Linked DNA regions of Gossypium hirsutum: region 1 is linked to region 2. Evidence: chromatin contacts called from public Hi-C data. All regions are on one chromosome and are shown on one strand. The core of a region is the stretch at or near the end of the contact, and the rest is flanking DNA. Distances in the headings are between cores, read along the strand shown.

Evidence for each region. A called contact is a pair of places that touch in the nucleus more often than the background predicts.
Region 1: a contact with region 2 is called in a Hi-C map of leaf, with 4 times the contacts expected there. The contact joins the promoter of LOC121230347 here to the enhancer-like site in region 2. A contact is called at or near these places in 6 of 34 Hi-C or Micro-C datasets (hypocotyl, leaf and seedling).

What each region holds. Positions count from the first base shown.
Region 1 is chrA06:4,743,559-4,749,307 of Gossypium_hirsutum_v2.1, forward strand. LOC121230347 (multifunctional methyltransferase subunit TRM112 homolog A) reads left to right here and starts at 2,247. Exons shown (of 1, transcript XM_041114954.1): 1 at 2,247-3,062. The coding sequence starts at 2,471. The coding sequence ends at 2,845. It overlaps LOC121230348 (a long non-coding RNA gene), which reads right to left and starts at 4,324. Exons shown (of 2, transcript XR_005928281.1): 1 at 4,075-4,324; 2 at 3,440-3,697.
Region 2 is chrA06:4,644,074-4,649,170 of Gossypium_hirsutum_v2.1, forward strand. No RefSeq gene overlaps it. Among protein-coding and RNA genes, the nearest start is that of TRNAM-CAU, 5.2 kb to the right of the region's middle. Within about 2 kb of position 2,963, at least 4 of the 9 cell types and tissues checked have an H3K27ac peak or open chromatin away from gene starts, as enhancers often do.

The DNA of each region.
Region 1 (5,749 bases), core at 997-3,496, 99 kb after region 2:
AAGAACCTTTAAATAATTGGGAATTCAAACTTTTGGGACACTTTAACAGTGAATTCAAAACTTAAGGTATAATGCAGCCTGGCTATTTACTTTTAAATTATTGATTTTCTATATTCGATAAAGAAATTTTAAACTAGAGCTTCTTCTTATATGAATTCATTCTATCATTTGGATAGAGCTTTTTTTTATTTTTAATCTTGTCTTGAATGTGTACTATATAATTGGGATTGCATACTACAGAAATCCTTTGGCTGTGATTTTCTTCTATATTGACTACAGTATAGAAAAGTTTATGCCACTGCTTCTTCTGCCATTGCTGTCATTACTATTGCAATAGTGGCCTATATGGCGTGTTCCAATAGTTGCCAATTTGTTAGGACTTTCAATAAATACATATGTGGGTTTACATTTGGTCTAATGGTATCTCCATGTATTATATCCTGTGTTGCAGTTTACCAATACATTAGCATAGGAGATCCTTACGGACATTCATACCAGTTCAAAGCAAGATTGTTGCAATCTTATGCTAATACTACTAAAGCAGAATAATCTTATATCCTGTGTTGCCGTTTACCAATACAATAGCATAGGAGATCCTTACGGACATTCATACTAGTTCAAAGCAAGATTGCTGCAATCTTATGCTAATACTACTAAAGCAGAATATCTTGTAAAAAAAAAGAAGTTCAAGCTTTAAAAAAAATTGTTAACTCTAATAAAGTTGAAGAACCTTTAAATAACTGGGAATTCAAACTTTTGAGATACTTTAAAAGTGAATTCAAGACTTAAGGGTATAATGCAGCCTGGCTATTTACTTTTAAATTAGCATTTTCCATATTCGATAAAAAATTTTTAAACTAGAGTTTCTTCTCATATGAATTCATTCTATTATTTGAATGGGGCTTTTTTTTAATCTTGTCTTGAATGTGTACTACATAATTGGGTGGCATACTACAAAAATCCTTGGGCTGTGATAACATAAGATTCAATCATTATGATGCTCAGCTAGATATTTATACATCTCCAAAGCTGCCCTTTTGTCTTTATAAGGCAGGAAAGTCGAGCTAATTTTTATAAAGACGATGACAACATAAGATCCAATCATCATGATGCTCAGCTAGATATCTGTACATCTCCAAAGCTACCATTTTGTCTTTGTAAGGCAGGAAAGTCGAGCTAATAAGCTATTGCAAACCAAAAATAAAAATTAGACTAGATCATATAACCGAGAATATGCTAAACATTGGAATTAAAAAGATGCAACATAGTCTAACCACATTTAAAGACTATCGTTAGAAAATATAAACAACCAGAGCCTAAAAGCAAAATTATTGAAAATATATAAAAAAAATTATTACTTTTTATTGTTAAGTCGTTATAACCAAAAACAAATAAACTATTTAACACCAAAGAGAAAAGAAATTTATTTTGTTAAGTACAAAAATCAAAAATTTCAAAAGAAGAGAAATATAATAGAGAATGTGATAGCTTGTTCATTTTGCATATTTTTCATGCTTAACTCGATTTGTTCTTAAATTAGTTCCTGGTAATTGGTGAATTTTGTGTTTAAATATTGACGGGGATGAAATTCGGGTGTTTTAAATTAAAGACAAGCAAAGAAAGGGTTAAATTAAAGCATGGGAAATAGAACAGGGACCGAATCATAAATTTGGGACATTTGAAGGACTGATCAGATTTTGACATTGTAAAAGCCAAAATTAGAAAAGAAATCTGAAATTAATTTATGTAGTTAGTGGTAGGTAGAACGAACCTAAAATTAGCATATAGTTTATGTATAAATAGGTGGTGTGGTACACTTGAAAAAACACACATTGATTTGCCTGGCAATTAAATAGAAATCAATTTATTTTTCTTTAAAAAAGCCTTCGGTCACCATTTCTTTTTTTATTCTTTTAACTCATTGAGTACCATAATATTTCATTGCATGGTGTATAGGAAATTAACTTGGGAAAAACATAATGGAAATGGAACTTTGGTGGTCAATAATGTCTGTTTCTGGGCAGGGTATATGGCCTACCCCAGCCAATGAGAGTAAGGGGACTAAAACGAAATTTGCCCATCTAGCTAAAGAAGTTTAGTCCTTTCTTACGTGGCTTCATCCCTGAACCCTTTCCATCACTTGAGTTAGGCCCAATTGTAGATTTAATAATATTTCTATTTAATTTAATACCAAAAAATGGTATATCTTGAGCTATGCCTAATTTCTAAGGTTGGGCTAACAAAGCCCAAATCAAAATTGGGCCAACAATTTACTATATTACCCCCAAAAATTGACCACACAAGGAGGATAGATTCGTCCTTTAAACGATACAAAACCCATCACAAGAGACAAGGAACTTTACAAAATCCCCAAGGAACAAGCTAAGCATAAACCAGCCTAGTGCTTTTTGTGCTTAATATAACGGCAAAGCCCGAAACGAAGAAAGCAAAGGGAAAACAGAGGAAAGAGATGAGGTTGCTAACTCACAACATGTTGTCGTCAAACATCAAGGGGGTAACCAAGGGCTTCCCTCTCAAGATTGAAGTGGAGAAAGTGGTGGAGAAGCAAGTCGAAATCAACCACGATTTCCTCAGGAATATATTTCCCAAGATCGATTGGAAAGCGTTTTCCGATGCTGCCAGAACTATGGGCTACGTCGAGCTTCCTGAGCAGGCACCTGATCCGTCGGTGCTAGAGTCGGACCTGGACTTCTTGACGAAGTTCCACCATGCCCTTTTGGAGCTTCATCTTGAGGAAGGTGCTCTTGTTTGTCCCGAGACTGGCAGGAAGTTTCCGGTTAATAAGGGAATCCCCAATATGCTTCTGCATGAAGATGAGGTTTAAGGGAATGGTGGTTGATACGGCTGCGCCACTGGGCCTCACCGGTTTTTAATTAGGGTTTATAGTCTTTCATTTTCTTTTTGTTTGTGTTGTTTTAATTATCATGTCACTGATTTTAATTTATTAAATAATGCATTTTAATGAATCAAAGTTGCGATGCATTTATCAGTATTCATAGAAAAGCTTCTGATCGAAATAATAATAATGCAATTTTAATTTATTATGATTAGTGTAAATCATTTCATTTAAATTATTAAATATAATTAAAAATATTAATTATTTTTATATTAAATTGTTATCGACAGTGATGAAATTTACAATTTTTTTTAGTTATTTTTAAATGAAAATATAAAAGGGTTAAAGCACAATTATGCTAGTGAATATTGAATTGAATTATAATTTATTATAATTGTTATTAAATATATATATATTGAAAAAGCTTTCATTAGGCAAGAGAAGTAGTTGAATGTAAAATTAGTATAATAAGAAAGTTATTTTATTTAAAAAATACAATGATAAATATGAATTGAATTAAGATAAAATGGTAAATTCTAATTTTAAAATGGAAATTTATAAATGTTGACGAGATAATCTATCAATTTTGAAGTGATAGATCTTTCAAATTTAATAAAATAGTTTTTAAATAAAATATTTGCATAGCCCAAATTATACCCGGGCTAAAAAGCCCAATATTTAAAAAACCAACAGCCCAAAACCCTTTAACACTAGCCCATAGCAATTAGAAAAAAATAAGAGAAGAAGACTAAAAAACCTAGCCACCGTCCCTATGCTTGACTGTCGGCTAACTACCCTGTCCCATCGCCCATACCGCCGCTGGCCACCGCCCACTTGCGCCTGCAAATTTAAAGGCAAAAATGTCAAGCCAATTAAAAACTACTTTGTAAATGGCTATATAAGCCTTGCAATGTTATGTATTTTTCTCTCTGGACAAAAAAAAAATAAAAAAGAGATTCAAAAAAAAAAAAAAAAAGATTCAAGAAAACAGGAGCAAAAAATATAGTGATTCCAATAATATCAAAGCGAGAGAATTGCATCGAATAAAATCCAATATCAGAAATCGAAAAATCAAGAAGCAAATACCTAAAGTGATTGTGTTTTCTTTTATTTTATCATTTTATTTTTATCTATTGATTTGCATGCATATTTATATTATAAATACATAAAAAAAATATAATACAAAAAAAAGCACAAAAAATAATAAAAAAATTTACCTTTTTCGATTTTCCTGCCACCGTGTGCGGTGGCCGGCTGTGACTGGCCGGAGTCCTCGCCGGAGCATGTACCTGCAGAGAAAAAAAAAGTGAAAGCTGAGTTTTTTTTAAAAAAAAGATGAGAAAGTGATTTTTTTAAAAAAAAAATTTGGCCTTAAATAGACCTCCAAAACAACGTCGTTTTGGGCAGGCCTTTTAAGCACCAAAACGACGTCGTTTTGAGCCTTAACCCATGGCCGACCCGCGACCCGACCTGCTCCAACTTCAGGATCCGCGTGTTTTCATTGGAGGGGCTATTTTCGCATTTAGTCCCTCCGCTTCTTTTATATTATGCAATCAAGTTTTTTAGTTTTTTTAAATTTGGACTCAAAATTTGTTGTGATTTATAATTGGGTCCCTCTGCTGCTATGCGTTTTAGGCCGAATGGATTTATTTCATTACTAGTCCCTGCACTATTTTTCGCACATGCAATTTAATCCCATTCCCTTTATTTCTTTTTAAATTGGTCCCAAAACTTCATTTTTAATTCAATTTTGTCCTTTTTTCACTTTTTCTCATTATTTTATTTTAATTTTAATATTATATATACTATTATATTTTATTACTATTATTATATTTATTATTTATTAGCATTAGTATTATTTTCACTTAATACTTATATGTATATATATTATATAGTATTATTAATAGTTTTTTATTATTATTATTTTTTTAACCTTATATTATGTATATATTCTTTTAATATATTAGGTATATTTTAAATTCTATATTATGTATATATATATTTTTATACTATATTATGTATACATTCTTAAATATTATTAGTTATATATTTTTATGTTATCATATATATATATGTGTCTAATGTTATATTACATATATACTTTAAAAGCTATATCAAGTACGTATTATGTACAATTTTTCTTAAATATTATATTATATATATTTAAATATTAATACTATGTATATATGTTTTCAATATACATATATATGTTTACGTATATATAACGTTACTAATTTTCTTTTATTATTTTTATTTTCTCCGGTACACATTGTCGTTTATATATTCTTATTATTACTATATCTATTATTTATTAGTATCTTACTATTACTATTATTAGTATTATTTTTTAATCAATACTTATATGTATATATCTTTAATGAATATATGTATGTATTTATATAATATTATTAATAGTTTTTTTTTCTTCTTTTTCATTATCATTAATATGTATATACTATGTAAATATTTTAATATTATATTATGTATACATTTTATATATATATATATATTTAATATTGTATTTTTATTGTTATGCATAGACCTTAATACTATATCATTTATATATTTTTATTTCTCATATTATCTTACGTTTATATTTTTTTAATAACTATATCATGTATATACTACTACTATATATCTATTTATGTAGTATTATTAATAGTTGTTTTTAATATTATGATTATTTCTAATATGTATATATTATGTATTTACCTCTAATACTATATATATTGTATATTTCTAATACTATTATGCTATTACCATTACTATTATTATTATCATTATTATTATTATTATTATTATTTATTGTTATTATAAATATTTTTTTTATTCTTATTAATATATTATTATTGTTTTCCACCTTATTATTATTACTAGTATTATCATCTTGTT
Region 2 (5,097 bases), core at 1,713-4,212:
CTGAAGGATTGGTGAGTGATCATAATGGTGGATGGATACATGGCTTTAGCAGATACTTGGGAAGTTGCACAGTGCTTCGGGTATCTTGGATGGGTTGCAGCTTATTTCTAACTAAAATTTTGAAAGGGTCTTAATACAAATAGACAGCCTGGAAGCTAATAACGCCATTTAGGAGAGACTTTTCAGAGATTCCAATTCCGCCTTAGGCAGAAGAATTCATCAACTCTTGAAAATGGTAAAACATTAGAAGATTCAACATATCCCTCGAAAAGAAAATTTAATCACAGATAATCTTATCAAGATGGTTCATAACAGAAAAACAGGATAAGATTATTTGAAGACTCTCTCTTGGAGGAGTTAGATTAATTTATTTCGTGTACGTTGTTTACTCCTTATAGTAAACTGATACTTAAAAAATTTCAAATTATATAAGTCTTGAGATTAATATTTGTCAACCTAGAAGTAGAATATAACCAAATTAGGTACCTTAAACCCTTGATTAAATGATGTAATTACCTTTATAATAATTCAAATTAATCCCTTTTTTAACTCCTTAGTACTTTGATTTTCCCAAGAAAACATATTAAAATCCAATAAATTTGATATTGGAAGGAAACAGCTATAAGAAAGTATAGTTGTTGGAGAATAACGAGCTGGATTATTTCATCTTCTTTCTTTTTACACTCACAAAGAAGAACGAAAGAAAAAAGATTTGATTTCTTCCTTTTGGTTGTGGTCATAGATGACCCACCTCCACCCATCTAACAAACCCCAATCAATGGCTATTTAAAAGTTGCAGTCTCTTTGCATATTTTCAGCCCATGTTGACAATTTTAATGCTTCTTTTTTTTTTCTTCCAACAATATTCCTCCCTCACAGTCTGCCACTTATTATGGAAGTCATCCTTCATTTCCCCCACCAAAAAGATTTGCCTCTCCCTTCTTTTTCCGTGTTGATTTTTTTTATATAATATTAAATTTAATCCTCAATATTTACATCTTTCATCAATATGATCTTTATTTTTATTCACAAATTGAATTTGCCAAAAAACTTAAATAACATAAAAACACTATTTCATTACCAGATATACAAAACCCTGAATTTGATTTTGCATAATATTTTTGTAGGTAATGCTCATGAATACGAATATTGACAGCAAAGATTCGTTCTTTGTTATGGGCTTATAAAAAATAGTTTCAAATAATTCAATACTTTGCAGCTTTATTTATCAGCTCATGCAATATGTTCAATGCTGCTTCTTTTTTTCTTTCTTCTTTTTTAATGTGTGAATTTTCCATTATCATATTAGCTTTAACCAGTTAACCAAATTTGGGATAACAGTAAATGAACAATTGCAATTGGTCTTAACAAAATCTTGCTTCTGTTTTAAAGCAAAAAAAAGTTCTAGACCCATGGAAAGGGACTTTTGTCTGAAAATATAAAGCCTGACACAAAATATTAATTTTAAAAAATTAGTTGTTTCAATGATTCTGGTAAGTTTATAATGTCACCATGCAATTAAGCTTGAAGGTGTAGAATTTAAGAGCTATATTTGAAAGTTGAAATCCTTACTTTAAGAGAAAATTTGAGTTTAGTTTTTTAAGATGATATAATTGAGAAAAATTGTTACAAACTCGAAAATAATTAAATTTTATAATCAAGTAAAAACTAATAAAGATTGAAAGTTGAAACCCTAAACTGCTGACTTTTTTGTAGTATTAATTTAAGGAGATTGATGATTAGATGGGGGCCTATGATGATGATGAATATAACTAACATCTGGCTTTAAAAATAGATCACCAAACTGGACGCTTCAAATTTTTTTTTATAGATTCGTGGTGGAGTCGCCTGAAAATGAAATGCAAAAGGAAAAACAATATTGACTTTTGCCGCCGGAAGGAAGGATTGGTGGCCAATGTAGAATATTTACGACACTGGTTAAAGTTTTTATCAAATACTCATTTGACATAAATTCAAATTATATTATTTGTATTCCTCACTTTAATATATATAAAATTAAAAACACGAAACAAATATAATATAATATTATAATCAAGTGTGTTTATGGGTCGGGCATTTTAAACTATGGGTATTGGAGATATGTTTAGGGCGTATGTATATTTTTAAAAATTATTAATACATTCATATTCATGCCATCTAAATAAGAATTTCTAGAATATAAGGTAAAGAATACTTTAAAATAAGGTTTGTCCTATTTTGATTATTTTAAAAGAATTTCTCAATTTAGTCAATTTAATTAAGATAATTGTTCGAATTAGTCACTATTATTAAAATTTTTGTTAATTCACTAACGAATGCTGATGTGACATATTAATCTATAAAGTGATTGACATATTACATTTCCTTTTATTTTTGAATAGATTTATAGAGACCTCTTCATAATTAATCCAAAATACTTTCTTTTAATGTTGATGGATACTTAACATCAGCTGCATCATGGCATAATTTGCAGTTGAACTTGAGTTTATCACCACTTAAATTCATCCTCACCAAAGCATTCATTGTTAAAATTCGTGTCCACTTAAAATTTGCAGGAGGGAGATTATGTTCTAATCCTTGATTTCTAGGGACAATGAGATCCTCCATAACATTACAAAGATACCAATCCATGTAATTTTACTGGGAAATTTTTTTACCAAAAGTAGAAAAGAAAATCATAGAAAAGCCCACAAATTAAAACAAACTCTCTAAAACCCCATCAAGCTTTTATACTCTCCATTACCAAATAATTTCATGGGAAATTATAAATAATAAAAAATTATTGCTTGCCTTTTTAATCACTAAACAAGCAATATTCAGAGCATATTGATATGAAGAATCAAGATGTTCTTATCTCTAATAAGTGTGCTTACTGCTGAAATTTCCAAATCCTCCCAACAAAGAAGAACCCAAGTGCTTTGGGGTCTGAAGTTTTAAAAGTTTTCCTTTACTGCAGTTCACATGGATGAGAACTGAAGCCTTCCAAAGGCTTTGGGGTCTATTCAGTGCTAGTTCAACAATCAACGATCTTAACAAAAACCCCATAGGTAACAAACAAGGTGGTCAGCTATGGTGGAGAATACCCTAGCCAAAAGTTGCTGTCTCTCAAATAATCCAATTAGACTTTGGTTCATTCCGATTGCAATCTACTCCAATTTGATTAAACCGAGACTAGTTAAAATAAGAAATATATCTACATGGAGAAGAATATTGTCATACAACATAAAGAGAAGAACTAGAGTAGTGGTTTTAGGATTTTTTGCAAAAACTAAAACTCTCCTCTTTCTTTATCCCCTAATTAGGCTTGTGTATGATCTTTCAATACAAAACATGCTACACAATGCATGGGCTCCAAGTAAGAGCTAGTTTTTTAATTAAATATTGGGCTCTTACTAAAATATCATTTACATGTAGGCCTAATTGATTTAATTTTAATTAACTTGGACTTAATTAAATTGTCTAATAATAAAATTAATTCAGTAAAATAATTTTTAATACCCAAATGGTTCAATTAAAATCATTTTTACCCAATGGCTACATGTTTGCTAATTTTCTTAGATGGTTACCGGATAAATTTTGATCACACCTTTGGTCATCCAGATCACATTTGTATGAACTCAAATTTTGATAGATTGATCGAAATTACCTTCTTAGTAATTAAGAACCATCAATTTGCTAACTCAATTTGCCTTGGATTAAATCTTTCATTCAATTAGGTCATATTTAATTGAAACCCAAGTTTAACCCTTATTCCTCGTCTTATCATGTGTAACCCATTAGGTTCTCAAAAGTGGTAATAGACATAAAATTACTTGGTTAAAAACAAACCATGCTTAAAGCTTAAGAGTAGGATCTAACAATCCATCATGACACCTAAATTGTCGTTAGGTTAAGATAATTTCAATGAAACCTTTTCGTGGCTAGCTTTATAGCGTAATATGGACCTACCAAACTATCGCTTATAGTGGTAGATCAAATGACATGTCTTTAATATCACTTATAGTGGTAGATCCTCACTAGATATGATTCGTGTTACGGCTAGACATCCTACCTTAAACATCTATCAATATAGAGCTCGTTTCATGATGAGTCAAAACATAACATTCCTCATATAATATGACATTGCATCTCAAGTCAAAGGATTAATTTGCATGGCGGCCACATGAAAACTTGTTCTAAGGCACTTAAGTGATTCTATCAAATGGAGTTCTCGTTATTAGGAATTTTATGCCCTTAGTGTAGTAATTCTATCATATTTGATAAAATATTAAATGGTCAAACTGATTATTCATGGAACTAAACAAATGTTATTCATTATCTCTATGCTAGTTTGTCATCAATAGTTTTTGTATGCAAAGCAAAATGAATAAGAAAATATTGACTCATTGATTACCTAAGGTTTAACTAATACTAAATTGCATTCTATGGACGAATTATAATATGAGAAAACAACTTATATTATTAGGTAATCTAAATCGTCCGTAATATGCAAAATCAAATTGAGAAAATACTTTAAATAATAGAGGAATATTATGTTGTCTATAAGGCCAATTTGGGAGATAGCTTGTCTTGGCTATCGGAGCTAGAATGACTCTCAGAAATAAAGACATAAATGTGATTGTCTGTACTAGCAATACATTGGATAAGTCCCAAGTTGAAATTATCTTAGATTTGCTTATGGGTTTATTCGCTTGTGAAGTTTATGGCGAGACTTATCTAAATCTTGAGTAAGTGAATAACCATGTGCGCGTAATTCATGTGCTTTATATATTGAAAACTTGTGCTCACATGATAGTTGGATGAAAGTTGGCATGTAAGTATATAACTTACACACGATATGGTTTCACTCATAATAGTGGATCATAGCTTGATAAAAGTAAATGATATCATTTCATTTACATTGCATGGATTATGAAAATGAAATCTCACCAGGGGTCTTTTTTAAAAGATAAATTATTTCACCATTGTTAATTTGAGTAACGATCATTTTCATTACAGAAGATACAATGGTAACCATGAGATAAAATTAATTACATCAGGAGAAAGGATTTAAGGGATCATAGATATCCTATGAGGGAAACACACATATGATAAGGT